2 separate regions of the Gossypium raimondii genome follow, and region 2 is linked to region 1. Evidence: chromatin contacts called from public Hi-C data. All regions are on one chromosome and are shown on one strand. The core of a region is the stretch at or near the end of the contact, and the rest is flanking DNA. Distances in the headings are between cores, read along the strand shown. Region 1 holds the start of LOC105791144 (plastidial pyruvate kinase 2). Region 2 has its middle 7.2 kb from the start of LOC128042926.

The links. A called contact is a pair of places that touch in the nucleus more often than the background predicts.
Region 2: a contact with region 1 is called in a Hi-C map of leaf, with 4 times the contacts expected there. The contact joins the enhancer-like site here to the promoter of LOC105791144 in region 1. A contact is called at or near these places in 2 of 2 Hi-C or Micro-C datasets (both in leaf).

Annotation. Positions count from the first base shown.
Region 1 is chr8:28,333,803-28,337,170 of ASM2569854v1, forward strand. It overlaps LOC105791144 (plastidial pyruvate kinase 2), which reads right to left and starts at 1,536. Exons shown (of 12, transcript XM_012619070.2): 1 at 1,159-1,536; 2 at 100-387. The coding sequence starts at 1,395.
Region 2 is chr8:28,488,089-28,491,389 of ASM2569854v1, forward strand. No RefSeq gene overlaps it. Among protein-coding and RNA genes, the nearest start is that of LOC128042926, 7.2 kb to the right of the region's middle. Within about 2 kb of position 1,508, the one cell type or tissue checked has open chromatin away from gene starts, as enhancers often do. A contact at or near this core is called in leaf, where this site is marked.

The DNA.
Region 1 (3,368 bases), core at 286-2,785:
ACCGATGTCTAAGTCTGACAACACCAAACTGTTGGCTCAAGCAACCTGGCATAACTGCTTTTACACTGTAAAAAGGTAAATGAAGTTGAGGGAACTTGCCTTGGTGTCAAGCATGATTGCGATAGTGTTGTCTTTGGATTGTGCATTATATTCCTTGACTAAATCAATAACTTTCTGATGAGATGCATGGTCTCCATGAGACATATTCAAGCGAGCAACATTCATTCCAGCCTCAGCCAATTTCCATACCATTTCCCTTGTGTTTGTTGAAGGACCAATAGTGCAAACAATCTTTGTTTTACGTCTAACAGTAGGCTTGGACCACATACCCACTGATCCATCACCTACTTGCTGAATCCCCCTTAACTGCTCATATTGCTCCTCCCTCTGAAGAAAAAAAGTAAGAAAAGTTACAAGCAATGATTTCCGGTGATTTTCTCTCTTCAACTGTCCATGATAAGTTATTTGAGCATAGATATAATGGCAATTCAAAGCATAGTGACTATGTCATTCAACGGCAATGCCACCATCCTATACCAGTGTAAATAAGCAGAAATTTCAAGTGAAATACACTGTGTAATTCGAACTTCATCATTTTAACCAAACACTTAAGTTGTTATACACTTCAAGGTTCCTTTTCTTTCACCGGCAATGGCAAACAGGTGAAAGTTATGCCCCATGTTACTCATTATTCTCTGGATAATTTCTTTAGCACAAAATCAACCGACAGTGCACCAAAGACTGGCTTGTAAAAAGATCTCAGCGGAAATCTTGACTCCAGTCCTAAATATTTCTCATTTATAGTCCAAAGTGACCAGGAAGTTTCCTCATTTTAGAGAAAAAAAATCACCATTTCCATTTATGGATTGTGCAAGTTTCACTAATAGGACAATGCATTTTCGAAAATACAAACATGACCTTATTCAACTTGACACGCTCCATTCTTATAAAAAAAAAAAAACAATCAGCATGCTCCATGATAATATTATCACTCCACTTATATAATATCACGCCTATTGCTTTCTTAGCCTCTAGATAAATCAAAAAAGTTATCAAAGATCCAGTGCGTTTTTTGATCTTTTTTCTTTTAGCATGAGATGGCAGCAACCAAATTCATAATCAAAGCGGAAGATCAGAGAGGTCGGAAGTGGGCCAAACCTTAAGTACATCCTCAGGTGAAACGGGAATAAGTTCAGGCTCGGCACGTGAGGCTCTCTTGGCAGTAATCCTAGAGTTCCTCGTAAGCACGACGGCGTTGCTCTTCCTGTGGTCAGGTAAGAGTACTTTGGAAGCGAAGGACGCAGGCTTAAGCTTCTCCACTGGGTCCTGAAGGGATCCGGAGGCCTTGCTGAAGAAGTTAGCACGAATGGATCTAGTGGCCACCACTTGAGCCATTGCTAAAATGAGAGATAGAAAGGGTTCGAGGGGAGAGGAAGGCGAGGGAGTTTCGCTGATAAAATTGAAGGTTGGAGAAATCGCCGCTAAAACAATGACTTTTAAAAGAGGAGGCTGCAGAATGAAGCGTGCCTAGTTTGTATCGACAAACACTATGCACCTATTTTATTCAAACTGTTTTTTTTTTTCTCTGAGTAAGAATTTAATGTGAAATTATACATATAAATTTTAATTTAATTCAGTTATATATATATTTGTGATTTAAATATATATTTAAATTTTAATATTGATTTAGTTATATAAATTTTAAAAATGAATATATTAACCTATTTTTATATGTGATAAATTTAATTATTTATCTATGTAATATATAATCATAAAATAATATTATATAAATAATTATGAATTAAATTAAATTAAAATTTTATATATACAATTACCCATTAAACTTTATTCTTTTCAAAAAACGGATGGAAATTAGGCAAATTATTATTATTATTATTATTATTATTATTATTAAAACAAAGAAGACAACTTATTATTGTTGTTATACGACGTCGTGTCGGAGATTCAACCCCTGGTATCATTCGTCAGTTTTTTGTTCAAGTGTCAGCATAACATTGGTCTTGTTCCGGGTTGGGATTGAAGTTGAACCCTCCATTGGATTTCCAATTTCAATTCGCCTCTCGTGGTTTTCCGCATATATCATTTATGATTTGACTTTGACAAGCATTCTTTTTGAATTTTGAATTTATTTTAGTTATAATGTCAAATTTATCTCTTTTAACGTTTTGAACATAAACTTTTTTTTAGTTAAATTTAACCTTTAACCTATTAAAAAATCGAATTTAATTATTAATATTTCTAAAAGAGTCAAAATTATTTTTCCTTCAACGAGAATGTTAACTAAAATATTAAAATTTTAAATACAAAGAACTTGCATGACGATCTACTTGTATTTTATGCTAACTTTTTAAATTTTTATGAACTTTTATATTTTTAAATTTTAATTTTAATTTTAATTTTAATTTTTATAATTTTTGAATTATTTGTTTACGTGACATATAAGACAAATGGTGTTATGTTAGTAGGATAAGCACATAAATTGTCATGCGAGTTGTTACACCAACAACGTTAAAAATTAATGTTTTAGTCAAGATTTCTATTAAAAATGATTTGACTCTTTTTGAAAGGTTAAGAGCTAAATTTAGCTTTAAAAAGGAATAATGATTAAATTGACAAAAAAATGTAAACATTGAAGGCTAAATTTATTATTATACTTTTTATTTATTATAGAAATAGTAACAATGAAATGTATATATCTATAATATTAATAAAATCCCGATTGAGTTTGTGTCACAAGTCAATCGACACCAACTCGCTTGAAAATTACAAAATGATCTTTCATATTTAAAATAAATTATATTATTTGAAGGTGCTTTTGTCCTTTTAATTAAAAAGCAATAAAATATGCATATGGTGGGATTTAAATTCATGCCAATTACATTAGAAAAACTTTAAATTTATCACTCAACCAATATTTTATTTTAATTACTTATATATTTTAATTGTAGATATTAGAAATGTGATGGTAAATTTCGAAATTTCCCATCAAAAAATATAAATTTGATTATTTTTATTTTTTTAGTGATATTTAGTACTTAAAAGTTAGTTTATTAGTAGCAAACAAGTAATTTAATCTATTTATTTTAATATTATTTATTTATTTATTTTAAATAAAAATAAAATAATAATATGATTAAATTGAAAATAAAATTTAAATATTTCATATTATTAAATTAGAATATTAATTTAAATTTAAGTGGCATTTAAAATATATTTAAAATTAACTAATGTATTACAATTTTGTGGCAAAAAAATATTGCATAAAAATAATGAAAATAAATAAATAAGAAAAAGGTAATATTCTCTGTGAGATAAATTTTAAGGCTCTTACTTTCCATGCCCTCTTT
Region 2 (3,301 bases), core at 258-2,757, 150 kb after region 1:
TCAAGATTGAATACATAGAATATGAGAAATTATGTGATGTTTTCATGATGGGAGTAAATACGCGCTGTACTCTTTTTCCCTTAACCGAGGTTTTGTCCCATTGGGTTTTCATTATAAGGTTTTTAATAAGGTGACATATTATGCATATTATAGATACGTGTACTATTTTTCTTTCACTAAGATTTTTTTCCCACAGGGTTTATATCTTTGTAAGGTTTTAACGAGACGCATTTCTACCAATGGACATCCAAGGGGGAGTGTTATGAATATCTTATTAAGTGGATGTCCATCAATATCAAGATAAGTTTTGATGTACTTTAAATTCTAATAGCCATTAGAAGAAGATTTCTATTTCATTTATACTTCTTATGCCTATAAATAGAGACTTTGGAGAAGCTTTGTAAATATACCAATTGATCAATAAAAATGCACTCTCTCTTTGCTCTCCCATTCTCTTTGTTCTTTATTCTCTATATTTTATTTTATAATCATTCATAAATACCAAATGTTTATTAATTAGAATTAGAATAAATTCAATTGACTAAAAGAAGAATGAATTAAAAATGAAATATATCTAAATCTAAATTAAAATAAATTTAAACAAGCCCACGTATGATGGGACTTAAAACTAGAATAAACTAATGTAAAATCCACAAATTCTTTTGCACAGGATGAGTCTCAAAATTTAAATGCTCAAAATCTTAAAGTTTTAACTTTTGATAACACTGTCAATGCCTCAATTACTAATTTAAATAATTTTTCAGAAGACATTTAAATAATAATGGAATTCATTGTGTTAGGTTGAATTTTTATTTATAAGCTAAAATATTTTAATTATTTGACACAGATTGAATTTTACTTTATATATTTGTTTTTGAAAGAAACCGAGCTTTCAATTAAAAGAAACAGAACACAAGCAAAAGCAACAAAACAAGTCCAAAAGACAAGATTAGAAAAGAAAAAAGCAATCCACAACTCAAATAGAAAGAAACCCTGAAAGTCCTAAAGGAAAGCCCAGCACAAACAGCTCTCAAACGCACTAGATAGGAAGGCATTTACAAGAGCAAAAGAGTTGTTCTAAAAAACCCCTTTGGAAACAACAACTTGAGCCAAAGAGTAGCTGCCAATTTCAAACAAAATAACCGGTAACAGTGGCCAAAAAACACGAAGGAGGCTCTATCGAGTTGGCAAACCAAGAAACTGACACACACAGAGATCTGAAAGTCTACCCAAAAGGCAATGAAAGCACCCACAAGCTCCTAGAAAACCATCATGACCCTTGAGCTCCCCCTAATCCAAATCCTTACCACCGTGAACCGAGACAGCGTGAGAATCTGCCTCTGAAAAGCACACCTACACACCTAGCGCGACAATCCCTCCCCATAGCCAATAGAGCCATATAGAGAATTCACCTCTAAAAAGCGCAACCCTCACCGTGGAGGCCCTTAGAATCCAACAGGTGGGCCACTGTATTCCCCTTACAGGAAACATGCAAAAACCGATCCAAGCGAAACTGCCCGACCAACCCCTTAACTTGAATCAAACATGCAGGTAGATTATTCCCTTCACCGTGGAGACCCTTAGAATCCAACAGGTGGCCAATAATCGACTCGCCATGGTGAAGGGAATAAAGCTTGCGAATCACAATAAGGGAGTTGCCTTTAAGGGAGTTGCCTTCGAAAATCACCTCTTGTAAGCCCAAATTGAGACCCAATTGGACAACATGGTAGCAAGCCAGAACTTCTGCAGCAAAAGTAGAAGGTATATGTGTGTTTACTACTGATTTGGAACCAACAACGAAACCTAGTTTATTTGTAACAACTATCCTCGCGCGGGACAACATCATAGACGTATGGAAAGTAGCATCGAAGTTCACTATCAAACAAGACCCTTCAGGAGGCCGCCAGCACTCAATCCTAATTAGATATCCAGGAAACTTCGCATGCACCACGTCAAACTCCAGGAGGTAAGACTGCACCCTACAGACAATATCCTTAATTTGAACTATTATATTGTCATGAACCCGACGATTCCTAGCATGCCAAATTAACCACAGAGCACACACCACTAATCGAGAAACAAAACCAGTTTGCATAGTTAAAACATAAAGAAACCAATCTTGAAATGAAACATTTGATAATGCACTAGGCCATGTAACATGCAGCTTCTTCCAAACACCAGATGTCGGAGGACAATATCGAAAAATGTGTTCCAAATTTTCAGCCCTGGCCATACACCGAGGACATAGTGAGGAAGGACGAATCCTTCTTTTGTAAAGATTGTAATAGCTAAGGATAAAATTATGAAAAATACGTCATGTTGTAACCTTAATTTTTACCAGAAGTTGCATCTTCCATAGTTTGTTGTAAATAGGTTGGTAAGGGTTTATGTTCTCAGTAAAATCTGACGTAGTAAGGAGTCGGTAACCAATGCACACGGTGTAGTCCTTCGAAGGCTCTGACCCTACACCATAAAGTCTACATGGGCAACTCGAGAAAGGGGTATACACAACACTCTGTCCGCTATAGTCCTGTCCAACACATTGGTAAGTCGTTGACCATCCCACTGTCTTGTAGTCTGATTGATAAACTCTAAGACAAAGAAGACCGGTGAACTAACCCCCATGTGTTGTAATTGTCAACCAGGTAAGCCTGGGATCAACACATCATCCCAAACTCGAACACTTGTGCCTACACCCACATGCCAACTTAGGCCCTGACGCAACAACCCCTTCGCAGCCTAAAAGCATTTCCAAAGGTAAGAAAGGTAAGTTTCGTGAGGCGCATTCATAAAGGCACAATTGGGGTAGTATTTAGCATCAAGAGCTCGTGCCAACAACGAGTTAGGGTGTTTAATCAATCTCTAACCTTTCTTAGCCAACATTGGCACATTAAACTTTGCCAAGGCAAGAAATTCAAAACCTCCAGTCGACTTTAGTTCGCATAACTTAGACCAAGTACACCAAGAGATCCCTCTTCGTCCCCCAAAGTATTTCCACCAAAATCGAGTAATATTTTTTCCATATCTAATCATAAAGAAGCCGATAACAAAAAGTAATACATGGTGATTGTAGGGATAGATTGTACGACACTTTTAATGAAGACTTTTTTTCCACCTTGTGACAAAGGCTTAACACACCAACTTTCAATCCGGGATCGTAAACAATCTTTCAAAACATGAAAAGCCTTTTTTCTTATCACGACCCACTATATTGGGAAGCCCTAAATACCGCTCAGACTCTGTAGAGATTCGAACCCCTAAACAAGTGGCAATATAGTCCATAATAGACTCATCGACGTTT